Linked DNA regions of Mus musculus: regions 1 and 3 are each linked to region 2. A link is a contact called in public Micro-C and promoter capture Hi-C data. All regions are on one chromosome and are shown on one strand. The core of a region is the stretch at or near the end of the contact, and the rest is flanking DNA. Distances in the headings are between cores, read along the strand shown. Region 1 holds the start of Commd1 (COMM domain containing 1). Region 2 holds the start of Vps54 (VPS54 GARP complex subunit). Region 3 overlaps Gm12031 (a long non-coding RNA gene).

Region 1 (4,497 bases), core at 290-2,789, 1.7 Mb before region 2:
AAAAAGATGGAGGCATTTGGCTGCCTTGCATGCCTCCTCACCAGTGACATAGCTGTGCTTAAACACACTGCAGTTCATAGTCTATTATACCATTTTCCTTTATTTTAATTTTTTTTTTTTTTTTTTTTGGTTTTTCAAGACAAGGTTTCTCTGTGTAATCCAGGCTGGCCTCACACTCAGAGAATGCCTCTGCCTCCCAAGTTCAGGGATTAAAACCCAGTATGCTATTTTTATTTATTTATTTTGGTCTTTTTGAGACAGGGTTTCTCTGTATAGCCCTGGCTGTCCTGGAACTCACCTTGTAGACCAGGCTGGCCTCGAACTCAGAAAACTGCCTGCCTCTGCCTCCTGAGTGCAGGGATTAAAGGTGTGTGCCACTATGCCCGGGTTTTTATTTTAAATTACAATTAGCTTATACTAATTTTTCCAATTGGGAGCTAATTTACATATTGCAAAACTGTCTTTTAGTGTATACAATTCACTGTGCTTTGGTAAAGGACAAAGCCGTGTAGTTATCACCAGTGGCTGCTCATAGGCATTTTCATCATCTGAAAACAGACTTTGTACCCATTATGTCATTTCCTATTCTTCCCTCCTTCAGTCCTTGACAACTGGATTTTTGTATGGATTTGCTTAATTTAGCAGTAAATAAGATTGTCCAGTTGTCTTTCATGTCTGGCTTCATTCGTTTCACGCATTTTTTTTCTTTTTTTCTTTTTAATTATGTAGGCCTGTCTGTGCACATGAGTACATTGCTGGTGGAAGCTTTCAATTTCTGAGGTTGGAGTTACAGGAGGTTGTAAGTCGCCTAAAGCGAGTGCTGGAAACTGAACTTTGGTCCGCTACAGGAATAGTATACATTCTTAACCATTGAATCTGTCCAGCCCTCATTTAGCACATTTTAAAGGTTCACCTATATTATAGTATCATGCTACACGCTTATTATAGCTGAATATAAGTAAGGGTTTTTTTTTGGGTAATTATGTAGATAAGTATTTACTAATGCGATTCCACTTTAAGAATGAAAATAAGGCTTTGAAAAATAGTGGTTATAGAAATGGAGACCAGACTACTGATAATGGCTAGAAAGACAACGTACGGGTATACACAAAGGAATTAATGCAAGCAAAGAGATCATGTCCTCATGAAGTAGCTACATTTGGGGGGCGTGGGGAAAAGATTATAGAGCTTAGAACTGAGTAGTAGGCACTGCTCATTTAATTGCAAGCTGTAGAATGAGATACAGCCATCGAAGAATTAAGGTGGCATTCTTACGGAGTTACAGTTAGGTATCTCCAGCCAGCGATCGTTCCTTTGAGTGCGCATTTGCACATCGGAGTGAAGAAGGAAACAACAAAAACACAGTGACTCTAAAGGAAACTGAGTGGATTTGGCTGTGGTGGAAGTAGTGGATGTGTGTGGCAGAGCAAACGAGAGAACTGTTTATATCGACTAGTGGAGGAACCCGGCATCGCGTTCCGTGGCTGCCTTTGCCAGCTTTTATGGCCCTTCTCGGCCCCCGTAGCGGACCGGAGCTCAGCCGCTGGGCGGCAGGCCCTCCTTAGCCATGGCGGGCGATCTGGAGGGTGGCAAGTCCCTGAGCGGGCTGCTGAGCGGCCTAGCGCAGAACGCCTTTCACGGACACTCGGGTGTCACGGAGGAGCTGCTGCACAGCCAACTCTATCCGGAAGTGCCACCGGAGGAGTTCCGCCCCTTCCTGGCGAAGATGAGAGGACTTCTCAAGGTACGGTGGTTCCGCCGAGCAGCCCTGCCCTCCTCGCAGCCTCAGGCCCGCCCCCAGCCTCGGGTGCTGCTGTCTTTGGGCGCTCAGCGACCCTCCTGAGCCGTGGAGGTCGCTCTGTTGCGCCCTTGTTTTAGGGACACATAACGGTGAAAACATTGATTTTTTTTTCTCTCCCTCAAGACTTTCTGTGTCTGTAGTATAGATAAGTTTCGAGTTTTTTTCGCCTCGGACTTTGATGTTGCACCGGGCGTTGTAGTGCACTCCTTTAATCTGTGCACTTGGAGAGGCAGAGGCTGGCAGAGAGTTGTGTGAGTTCGAGGCCAGCCTGTTGCACAGAGTTCCAGGGCAGTCAGGGCAATGTGGTGAGACCCTTGTTTAAAGAGAGCGAGAGCGTGCTTGCCAGCTTTCCTGGGTTGTGGAAGTTGGGGAGCGTTAGCATGAGGTGGTTGGTGAGATAAAGGATTGATTAACTGGAGTAAACACCATTAAAGCAGTCGACTCTATGATTTCCAAATGGAACGAAGTATACATCAGACTGTCTCATGAAAACTATTAGAGGGCAACATAACAGGTGAAATTAACTAAAAAGATTTATTTTTATTTTATGTGTATGGGTGCGGTGCCTGCATGTGCACTGGTGGTTGGAACGGTTATAGGCCACCACATGGGTGCTGGAAACCCGGGTCTTCCTCAAGAGCATTATTAGGGCTCTTCTAAGCAGTCTCTCCAGTCCCCCATTCCACCTGGGGTTTGAGATAGGATCTCTTGTAGCCCAGACTAGCCTTGAACTCACGTGTAGTTGATCCACCTTCCACTTCCCAAGTGTTAGAATTTCAAGCAGCTACCACCATCTCCTGCTGTGACCTCTGTGTGTGTGGGTGGCATGGGGTGGGGTACCTTGCACTATCTCACTCTGTGTGGGGGGTGGCGTGTGGGGGGATACCTTGCACTATCACTCTCTACCTATCTTTCCAGACAGAGTCTCTCTCTCACTGTACCTGGAATCCAGTCTCACTGACTGGCTAGAGCAGCCAAGAACTCAAGAGATCTGCTTGTATTTGCTCTCCCAGAGCTTGGGTTACAGAAATAGGGGACCATGCCCAGCCTTTTCATGGGTGCTGGAGAATCAGAACCAGGCCCTAATTGAGCTATCTGCCCAGCTGGCAGCTGGTTCCTGTGACTTTTTTTTTTTTTTCCCCTTGGGTAAGCTGTTATAACTAAAGTGTATTCAAGGTATCTATCATTTATGTAATTACTATTCAATGTATTGTTTTCACAAAGTCTTTATTTTCTGTGTATTGAAGTTTTGCCTGCATGTGTATCTCTGAATGTGTTGGAACTTCTGATGCTGGCGTTACAGACAGTGGTGATCTGTCATGGGGATGCTGGGAATTGAATCTGAATTCTCTGAAAGAATGGCCAGTACACTTAACTGCTGAGCCATCTCTCCAGCTCCTTCACAAAGTCTTTAAAATATGATGTGCATTTTACATTTAAAACATTTTAGTTGCAACTAGCCACATTCGAAATGGTTAAAGTGGCCATATGTGGCTAATGACCACTGTATTAATTCTGATTACAAGCCATGTGGCAGCTTACTCTAGTCTGTCACTCCAGTTCTAGATCTAGCACCTTCTGGTCTTCATGGCCTCAGCTACTCATACAGTGCACTTATATATATGCAGGCAGGCCACTCATACACATAAAATAAAAATCAATACACCTTTAAAAGGTGAAGTGGATGGTGAGGGAGGCAACTCCCTAGGAAAACGCTTGCCGTGAGAGTAGGAAGCCCTGAGTTGGATCCCGGTTCTCAGATAAATGACAGGCATGTTTGGAACCCGGCATTTGTGAGGTGGAAAAAGGCAGATGTTTAGACTTCACTGGCCAGTCGGCCAGCCTAGCCAATTAGTGAGCTCTGGGTTCCGTGAGACCTTGTGCTAGAATTTAAAAATAGGGTTGCGGGCCAGCGAGAGCTTAGCAGGTGAAGCCACTTGCTGTTAAGCTTGACAATCGAAGTCCCTGGAACCCACATGGGAGAAAGAGAGAATTAACTGTGGCAACTTATCCCCTGGCCTACACAATCACTTTTTTTTTTTTTTTTTAAAGAAAAAGCTGGAGAGTGGTAAAGCAGGATGCCTGAATTCAACTTCTTGCCCCCACAGCACATGTACCCATTTACATGTAAGTGGGAGTACCACTGAGGACGCTTGCTGTTGATCTCTTACATCCAAGCGCACACAGATGAGGCGGCAAATTTAATGTGTCTACTTTTTTGTTGGTTTTCAAGACAGTGTTTCACTGTGTAGTTTCAACTGTCTAAACAGCCTAAAACCACACTATTTAAAGTTCCTGTTAAATTTTAACTTGCTACTAAAAATCCTTATTCTTTTATTTATTACATTTATTTTATCATGTTCTCAAGACAGGTCTGTATGTAGCCCTGGCTATCCTGGAGCTTACACTATAGATCAGGCTGGCCTTGAAGATCCACCTGCCTGTGGCTCCCAATGCTGAGATCAAAGGCAACACCACTACCTAATTTTTCTTACAATATTTGAATACGAGAAAAAAAATGCAATTACTTCACAGAAATTGACTGGAATTGCCTCATGCAATGGGAGGAGTCACTTGTGGTAAAGTAGTGTCAGGGTAGCCAGATGTGCCAACACCCTGGAGGGCAGACAGGGCATCTTGAATTGTATGTATTTATGTGTGCCTGTGCATGTGAATGCAGGTTCCTGTAGTGGCTA
Region 2 (4,963 bases), core at 305-2,804:
ACAAGAACAAATTATATGAGTGTCAACAACAACACACGGATAGTGTGTACAGTTTTACTGTGAACAGACTGGTACTTATAGTAACAGTTCTAAGGTTGCCAGAACACAGTTTAAAACTAGCCAAAAGACAATACAAAAGTTAGCATCTAACATCCTAAACTACAACTATCAAGTACAAAGTGACCAATTTTACCTAATGATAATTAGTGTAGAGCACCAATACCCACTTCTAGGAAACCCAACTCACTGTACTACATACAGTCAGACATATCCTATCATTACATCTGTTCCAGCCAAACTGCTAGGGAGTCAAATAGTTTTCCAATTAGAGCTCCCATTTATAAAACTCAATGCCCATCAAGACCTGCAGCATAAGTTATCACCTTCTTCTCCATATACCACAAACAGCGTATCATAATATCCCCTGCCCGCTGAACATGTATTAAGACTGACCTGAGTTTGAGAACCCGAAATTAAATCAATTAGAAAACAGAAGTAGCCCAATTTAATTCTTCGAAAGTAAAAGACGTCTCTATAAGGACCAAAAACCAAACTTGGTTAAAAAGGTATTTTAAGAAACACTTTGTAACTCTAATAGGCCAAAATTCTTTAAAAAAAAAAAAAAAAAAGTCACCCTAAGCCATACACGGACAGGCCAAGTAGCTAATTATAATGGTCAGGCAAAAGTTCCCAGACAACCCACAGGGAACAGGGAAGGCCTGTCTTTGTATCCCTGCAGACAGCAGTTAGCAAAACTGAAAGAAATAAAATAATTTAAACTACAATGCAAAACTGCACAATGCCGAGTTCTTCTTTGGTTTAGTATTCTCGGGCGGGGGGGTGGGGGGGCGGTGTTTTTATTCTAGAAGGCTCCAAGAGGGGTTCAGGCCTGGCTGAAAGGAGACAGGGAAAGTTTGGGCTCCGCGTCTACAAGGACTGATGGAAGTTGCTGGTCCCGGATTCCGGAGAGGGGCGAGGGGACTGGGGCGGCACCTGCGGACGCCGGCCGGGGCTGGGGCACAGCTGCCGGCCCGGATCCTGGGAGTGCCGAGAAGGAAGTGGTGGTGGCGGGGAGGATGAAGCTTCGGCTCGGTCACCGGCTCCGAAACTCTGTCAGCTCCAAGCCCCGAGGAGACGGAGGGGGTGGGGTCCCGCCGCCCCGCCGGTCACCGGGTCGGGGGAGGGTGGCCGCGAAGCGCGGGCCCGGCACCTACCTGCGGTCCCGGGCGGCAGCCCCAGACGAGGCCTAGTGCACCGCCGCCTCCATCCCTCCACGTCGCGCCGAGACTGCTGCTCCGCGGCCGCCGCCGCCCTGCGCGCCGGGTCCGAGCCCGGTTCCCGCCTCCGCCCCGCGCCTGCTGGCCGGCGGGCCCGGGAGCACAGGGCCGCCCTCTCGAGCCCAGCGCCGCTCGGGGGCAGAGCGGCCGCGGCGGGCCCCTCACGTCTCGCCCGGGTGTCCTGTCAGCCAGCAGTCTCCCCCGGGTCCGCAGCGCCGCCTCCGCCGCTGCTGCCGCCGCCTCTCCCACATCCCCGGCCTCCAGGGGAGCCGCCGCCGCGCCGCGACCACCGCCCCCGGCGCCTCAGCTCCCCACGCCGCCGCCCGCCTCACGCCACCGGCCCGGCGCGGCTGGGTCCGCGGAGAGCGTGCAGCAGGCCGCCGCCGCCGCCAGGCCGCCGCAGCCCCCAGCCCACAATCCACCGCGGCGTCGCCGGGGCGGGAGGGCCGCGGCCAGACCGGGAGTCGCCGCGCAGCTCCGACAGGGCCTGGCGCGGCCGCCGCAGAGCTAGCGACCCCAGAGCGGGGACGACCCCGCGTGGCTGCCCCGTGCCTCCCCCTGTCGTCCTCGTAAAGGCAGGAGTCGTCTCGGATCTGCGCTCCAGCTCGCACGGTTCCCCCCCCCCGCCCAGGTTGTCCAAAGAAGCCGAGCGTTGCCTTCCGCCTTCCCTGGCGAGCGGGCGGGAGCGGACCCCTCGCCCCCCAGACCAACTGACTCCCGGCCGCTTACACCCACTAAAGCCCTAGCTTCCGCCTGCCCTGACTCCCTCAGCCCCTCATAGTAAACAAACATGGCTCCGTCTCCAAAATTAATGCCTTTCAAAGGTGAAAGGTCAACTCCAGATACCCCACTGGCCTCCAGCACTTAAGGCCTTTTGAGGCTACCCTGTCCCCCCAGTTCCTGGCTTCCAATCACCTGTCACATTTCTCAGGCGCATAAGTCAGTTGTCCCTGCCCTTTAAAAATCTGAAAAACTTGGGTGTGTGTGCTTATTATTAAAATCTATTTGTGATTCCTAACAGCATTTCCAATTAGGCTGAGTTCAGAGAGAATTGTGATCTTACTAGTAAAATTACCATCTGCAAGATAGGGTGTCTTAGACTACAATATGTTTATAAGTCTCCAATCACCTTTGGTTGATTCAGGAGTCTTGAGACTCAGAGCCACCAAGGTCTGGAAAAATAAGAAAAAAAGTCTTAATTACTTGAGGGTCTTTCTTAACTTTATGAAGATTTTATTCCATTTTGGAACTGTTTAGCCTACAAATAAGTTTCATGCATTTCAAAAGTCTGTTTTACAAAGCAAAAGTGAAAATGTAACTCAGTAGTTAACTGGAAAAAGAAACTGATGCAAGTCTTGGTCTTAGTAAGTCATTGAAAATTGCTAACAGCTTTTGTTAATTTACTCACCAAAAAGGTATGGTTGGTCAGGCAGTGGTGGCGCATGCCTTTAATCCTAGCACTTGGGAGGCAGAGGCAGGCAGATTTCTGAGTTTTGAGGCCAGCCTGGCCAGCCTGGTCTACAGAGTTCCAGGGCAGCCAGGGCTACACAGAGAAGCCCTGTCTAAAAAAAAAAAAAAAAAAAAAAAACAAGAAAAAAAAAAAAAGGTATGGTTGAAGGACAGAAAGGACACAGAGAAAGGAAAACACAAAAGATTAGCCAAAAGAAAAGTCCTGCGCTATATTTTTCTGAATTCAACTCTTTACAATGGAGCCAGGCACAATGGAGCAGTCCTGTAATCCCAGCATTTTGGAGTAGAGACTTGAGGATCAGGAGTTCAAAGCCACCCTCAGAGTCCACATGGGACACTCAAGGCCTGCCTGGGTAATGTGAGACTATCTCAAAAAGAAAAGAGGAAAAAAAAAAAAAAAACTCTACAATAAAGAGGGTAAGAATACATCCAACAAATAATAAATACATGTTCTAGTTTGCTTCTCCATTGCTGTGGTAAAACACCAAGACCAAAAACAACTTGAAGAGAAAAGGGTTTATTTCTTCTCTCAACTCCGAGGTCATAGTGTCACTGAGGGAAGTCAGAGCAAAGAGTCAACCGGAAACAGAGACCTGAGAACACTATTGCTGCCTGGCTTCTATCCCAGAGCTTGCTCTGCTTGCTTTTTTATCCCACTCAGGACCATTTGCACCACCATAGTTAGCCCAGCTCTCGCACATCAGTCATTAAGGGAGGAAATGTCTCACAGACTTGCCTTTAGGCCACAAGGTGAAGGCAATCCCTCAGTCAGGCGTCCTTCTTCCCAGATGACTCTTGCTTATGTCAAGTTAGAAAAAACTAACAAGTTTTCTAATTATAAAAAAGATTTTTAATCCTTTTGGAGGGGGTTGTTGAGGCAGTGTATAGCCTGTCTGTCCTGAATCTTACTCTGTAGCCCAGGCTAGCTTCAAACCTGGAGATTCACCTGCCTCTGCCTCCCAAGTGCAACCACCACCTGGCTTTAAAGTCCTCTTAAATCTTTGATTTCTTGTAAAAACAAGAAAAGTTTACACAGAAACATCATTGAGGTAATCTTAATGTGCACTGTGTAAAACTTGTCTTTGTATCATTCAAATGGTGATTTCTGTAGAGACAGAGAGTTGAATACTGGCTGAATTTTGTTATGGTTATTTTTACGGATCATAAAATGCCTCAGTATTTTGTAAATATACACTTCCTTTACCTTCTGATTGGCTTAATAAAAAGCTGACAACCAATAGCTGAGGCAGGAGAGGAAAGGCAGAAGTTCCAGGCAAAAAGAGTGTCTCTGAGGAACAACTGAGAAGGGAGGATTTGCCAGCAGGAAGACGATGCCAGGACTGAATGAGGGGTAATGGGCCACATGGCAAACATGGACTAGAATAGTCGAGTTAATTTAAGTTAGAGGAGCTAGCTGGGAAGTAACCAGCCAGCTAAGGCCTAAGCTATAATAAATAATAAGTCTTTGTATCATTATTCGGGAGCTGGCTGGTCTGAGACATTTCTGGCAATAGTCCATTACCAGGGTTTGGGGGTGAAGAAATCTGAACAAGAAAGTGGTCAATGAACCACCTTTACATTTAAATAAATGAAATTTTGTGGTTTGTCACACAACATAGTAGCCATAGTTAACAGCATATATTTCAAGTTTTCTAAAATAGAAAATTTTAAATATTCTCAAACTTTAAAAAAATTACTTGAAGTAATAGATATGTTAGAGTGACTTAATCACACCCTTTTCCAAAACAAATTCCAAATTGTTCTAGTTTGCACTTGGGTTGATTGATGCCTGCCTTGGGTGTTTCCATAACACTAGAACAGGACAAACGGGTTTACCCCCTACCGTTGATAGCTTGCCACAAGAAGAAAATGAGCCTTAAGTACTGTGCTTGGTTCTTTTCCAGATCCAACAACAGGTTTACTTTTTACTTTGTCACAGAACAATTCATAAGCTGAAATCTACACAGAAAAGCAAATATTGATGTCAGCTTTTCAAAACAAATTGGGCAAGTAATTTTATTAAGAGGAAAGTTTAAAATAATAAGTTAAATAATAGATTTGGTTGCTATCATTTGAATCATTTTAGCATTAAAAAGAACTACAAATGAAATGTGTGTAGATACACTACTGTGGCTCCTTTTCCAATATCAAGGCCACAGAAAATTAAGAAAAGCTGGTAAAAAAGGTTGCCCTGCTTAGCTACAAGACTAAAAGTC
Region 3 (4,608 bases), core at 821-3,320, 1.1 Mb after region 2:
TTCTGAGTTCAAGGCCAGCCTGGTCTACAAAGTGATTCTAGGACAGCCAGGGCTATACAGAGAAACCCTGTCTAGAGAAACCAAAAAAAAAAAAAAGAAAGAAAGAAAAAATTAGAAAGAGGTAAAGACGAAGCAGGAATAGGGTCGTCATGGTTACTGTCTGCTACGTTCTTCTAACTGCCATGAGCACCAGGCACATGAGGTGCACGTGTGTACATGCAGGCAAAACACTCACACACAAAATAGAAAAAAAATGAATCTAAAATTTTTTAAGAGTAAATAATTTTAAAAATTTTTAGAGAGAAAGAGACTGACAGAGTTTTTAAGTATGAATTATTTAGCCATACATGAAGGTGCTCATCTGTAAGGCCAGACCCTTGAGGTAGCAGGAGATTGAACAGTTCATGGTCTTTTCTGCCTACATACCAAGTTTGAGGCCAGCTGGGGCTACATGACAGCATCTTTAAAAAAAAAAAAAAAAAAAAAAGGCAAATGTATGGCAGAAAAGCATTCCAAGAAGAAGTAACGTGATACAGAGTCCCAAGAAAACAGGAACAGGTTCGCTTATTCCAGAAATCTAGGGAGGCCAGAGTGAATGGAGTAGAGAGCCAGGCCGGAAAGGAACAGGTTGGGGGAGGGGAAGAGGCGGCTGTAGAAAGGCTTCAGCTTCTTTCCTCTTTCTTTTTTTTTTTTTTTCGGTTTTTTGAGACAGGGTTTCTCTGTGTAGCCCTGTCTGTCCTGGAACTCACTCTGTAGACCAGGCTGGCCTTGAACTCAGAAATCTGCCTGCCTCTGCCTCCTGATTGCCGGGATTAAAGGCGTGCGCCACCACCGTCCGGCTTCAGCTTCTTTCTGCTTTCCCTCCTTACTTGAGGGTCTTGTTTAGGGAGAGAAAAGGAATTTATTTTACGTTTTTAGAATCTCTCTTGCTTCTTTACTGAAAGCAGACAGGGACAGCGCAGAAACGAAGCACAGGGAGGCTGTGAGGACAGATCACTGCCACACTCCGAGAGAGGAGCCAAGAAAACACTCAGCCAAAATGGAAGCTTTACTGGGTAATCAGTAGCTGGGGGAAGGAGAAGTTTAAGGACATGGTCAGTGGTAAGAGCTGGGAGGAGCCATGGGTACTTAGGTATGCTAATAGACACCACAGCTAGCCTTTAACCTGGTTTCCTTGGGACTTAAAAATAAAAATAGGAGCAAGATCTGGCAGCATAGCCTCTAAGCTATGTCAGGAAACTGAGGCACAAGAATTGTAAATTCAAAGTCTGTCTGAGGTACAGAGTGAGTTCAACAAGAGCCTAGATAATTTAGTCAGACCCTGTAGCTCCAAGTGGAGCAATGGCCTTAAACAATTAAAATAAGTAAATATTACCCAATATACTCAAAACTCCAAAACCATGTCTCCTGTCCCTTGGCCCATTTTCTTTTAATTATTTATTCATTTTTCATAAGTATTTGTTTTTATTTTATGCACATGAGTATATGAGTATTTTTGCCTGCATGTATGAACATGGCTGGCATCCACTAAAGCCAGAAGATCTCTTGGGACTTGAGTTTCAGATAGTTGTGAGCCACTAAGTATGCATGCTGGGACCAAGCCTAGATCCTCTGTAAGAGCAGCCAGAAAAAAAAAAAAAAATGCTGGGCAGTGGTGGCACAGACTTTTAGTCAAAGCATTTGGGAGGCAGAAGCAGGAGGATTTCTGAGTTCAAGGTCAGAGTGAGTTCCAGAATAGCTAGGACTACACGCAGAAACTCTGTCTTGGAAAAACCCAACCAACCAATCAACCAACCAACCAGACAAACAAACAAAGAGTAGCTGTAAGGGTCCATGATTCGCTGAAGAATGATACCCTAGACTCAAATTGTATGTAAACAGAAAGAGTGTTCTATTCTGCAAGAGTCCAGCATGCTGGGATCTCCCCATTACCAAGATAGACAACCAAAGGAGCTTAAAGGCTAGATTTAAAGCACACTAAAGATTCCGGGGTAGGCGACCTCTATCTTTCTTTATCTCTGAGAGCATTCCATTACCAGAGCAAGGAGTTGCTGGGTAGGTGGCCTTTATCTTAAGTCTTCTTTACAGACATTCCTTGGCCCTGGGGGCTAGAGTCTGTGGTAGGTCTGGAAACCTGCTGATCCATTGTCCTTGCTTCTGGCTAGGTGGCTGGCCACTTTCTAGTTTCTGACCAGCTTGACTGAAGCCTGGTTTTTTGTTTTTGTTTTTTAGCTGACTTGCCTGGACTTGCCCAGTTTTCTTTAGGCCTAGTCTTGTAGACTGGCAATTTGAAACCTGTCATGGAGTCAGCTTAGCCTTCTCATAGCAAACATTCTTAGCCATTATGGAGTTCAAGAACACTGGGAAAAGACCCCTACACTCAATTTAAAGATCATTAGCTAAATTTATTATAGCTACTAACAGGGCCACAGTCTCTAAACTGAATCAGAGACCAGTCACCCAGAGGTGGATAAAGGGAAGGGCTTTTTTTTAAAAAAAATATTTATTTATTTATATGTATATATACACTGTTGCTGTCTTCAGACACACCAGAAGAGGACATCAGATCCTATTACAGATAGCTATGAGCCACCATATGGTTGCTGGGAATTGAACTCAGGACCTCTGGAAAAGCAGTCAGTGTTCTTATCCTCTGAGCCATCTCTCCAGCTCTGAAGAGAAGAGCTTTTAAAGGCAAAAACCAAAAGAGCTGTTCTGCTCTGCCAAGATTAGATGGTCAAGGCAACCTCAAAATAGTCCTTGAATGTCTGCACAAGCGGGTTACAGAAGTCAGAATCAGCAGTTAGTCATTGCATAACAAGCAGATGCTCATAGCTGTACATTCTGGGGTGGGGAATCAAGGAGTCAGGGTTGCCAGAAACTTGAAGTCAGAGATAAAAGACTATTAGGTACTAAGATGGTTGCCTAGCACAAAATGAAGTTTCTTTCGCCATCACGCTAATCACCGAGCCATCTACAGTTCTCTTCTTTTTGTTTTTATTTTATTATTTCTGTTGGTATGTGTGTGGTGTGCATGTGACACAGTGTGGATGTGTGACTATCACAGAGGTCAGAGAACAGCTTTCAGGAATCTTGAGTTCCAAGGATCAAATATTTAGGCCACCAAACCTGGGTGGCAATCAATTTGCCCATTGAAGCATCTAAATGGGCCTTGAGAGTCATCATTCTTGAATACTCCAAAATTCCTGAATGGAATCTAAAGTGGCAAGACTAAATGACAAACAAGTGTTCAGTGGAGTGGGCATGGGCACGATGTTATTGTGTGCTATGTAAAGATTATCCTTGTGTTATTCAAATGCTGATTTCTCTGTCCCCTATATGTGTTTGCAGTCTTCATATGGCGCTGTAATGCTTATTCCAAGTATCTCCTTGTCTTAGTTAGGGTTTTACTGCTGTGAACAGACATCATGACCAAGGCAACTTTTTTTGTTTTGTGTTTTGTTTTGTTTTTTGAGTTTTTGTTTTTGGTTTTTGGTTTTTTGAGACAGTTTCTCTGTGTAGCCCTGGCTGTCCTGGAACTCACTCTGTTGACCAGGCTGACCTCAAACTCAGAAATCTGCCTGCCTCTGCCTCCCGAGTGCTAGGATTAAAGTTGTGCGCCACTTCTGCCCAGCAACCAAGGCAACTCTTATAAGGACAACATTAAATCTGGGCTGGCTTACAGGTTTAGAGGTTCAGTCTATTATCATCAAAGTGTGTACATGGCAGTATCCAGGCAGGCATGGTACAGGAGGAGCTGAGATTTCTACATCTCCATCTGAAGGCTGCTAGCAGACTACTGGCTTCCAGGAAGCTAAGATAATGGTCTAAAAGCTCACACCCACAGTGTCATACCCACTCCAAAAAGGCCACACCTACTCAAACAGGGCCACATCTTCTAATAGTGCCACTCCCTGGGCCACTCCTGTTTCATGTTTGTGTAAACATCATTCCACATTTTCTCTCCAACTTGTAAATAAAAGCTGATCATCCAATGGCTAGGCAGCGGAGAGAATAGGACAGAACTTCTGCTTCCCAGAGGAGAGGAGAGAGGGGGAAGAAAAGAAGGATTGGTTATGAGGAAACTGACAGAGAGATATCATGAAAAATACCTGAAGCCAAGAGAGGCAGACCAATGCTATAATGCAAGTATCTTAGGGATTTTAGCTGGGAGGTAGCTAGTCAGTTTAGAGGATTAGAATAGATCAATGACTACCGAGGCATTGTGTGGTAAAGCTTGATAAAATAAATCTAGTAGTCTCAGTCTTATTTGTTTGTAAGCTAGCCGGGGATAAAGAAAAATAGCCACTTATAAAAATGCGCTGGTGAGATGGCTCAGCAGTTAAGAGCACTGGCTACTTTTCTAAAGGTCCTGAGTTCAATTCCCAGCAACTAACATGGTGGCTCCCAACCATCTGTAATTGGATCTAATGCCCTCTTCTGGTGTGTCTGAAGACAGTGACGGTGTATTCATATATACATAAAATAAATAAATACATCTTTTTTAAAAATGCTATTACAGGTGGGCCAGACCAAGAAAACAGGTTTAGTAATGTCAATCTGATGAACCAACAGATACAAGATATTTATTCAAACTGTCCCTCCAAC

Evidence for each region. Promoter capture Hi-C pulls out the DNA fragments that hold promoters and counts their contacts. A called contact is a pair of places that touch in the nucleus more often than the background predicts.
Region 1: a promoter capture Hi-C map of liver shows a contact between it and region 2, with 5 times the contacts expected there. The contact joins the promoter of Commd1 here to the promoter of Vps54 in region 2. A contact is called at or near these places in 6 of 39 promoter capture datasets (the 3T3-L1 cell line, the HPC-7 cell line, hippocampal neurons and 2 more) and 1 of 484 Hi-C or Micro-C datasets (B cells).
Region 3: a Micro-C map of embryonic stem cells shows a contact between it and region 2, with 4 times the contacts expected there. The contact joins the enhancer-like site here to the promoter of Vps54 in region 2. A contact is called at or near these places in 1 of 484 Hi-C or Micro-C datasets (embryonic stem cells), 1 of 115 datasets of contacts at active chromatin or transcription factors (large pre-B cells) and 2 of 9 other capture datasets (embryonic stem cells and pancreatic islet).

What each region holds. Positions count from the first base shown.
Region 1 is chr11:22,979,326-22,983,822 of GRCm38.p6, reverse strand. It overlaps Commd1 (COMM domain containing 1), which reads left to right and starts at 1,539. Exons shown (of 3, transcript NM_144514.2): 1 at 1,539-1,744. The coding sequence starts at 1,568.
Region 2 is chr11:21,235,623-21,240,585 of GRCm38.p6, reverse strand. It overlaps Vps54 (VPS54 GARP complex subunit), which reads right to left and starts at 1,554. Exons shown (of 23, transcript NM_139061.5): 1 at 1,215-1,554.
Region 3 is chr11:20,162,678-20,167,285 of GRCm38.p6, reverse strand. The region is part of intron 3 of Gm12031 (a long non-coding RNA gene); the gene reads left to right. Among named protein-coding and RNA genes, the nearest start is that of Gm12031, 28 kb to the left of the region's middle. Within about 2 kb of position 2,070, at least 40 of the 459 cell types and tissues checked have an H3K27ac peak or open chromatin away from gene starts, as enhancers often do. A contact at or near this core is called in embryonic stem cells, where this site is marked.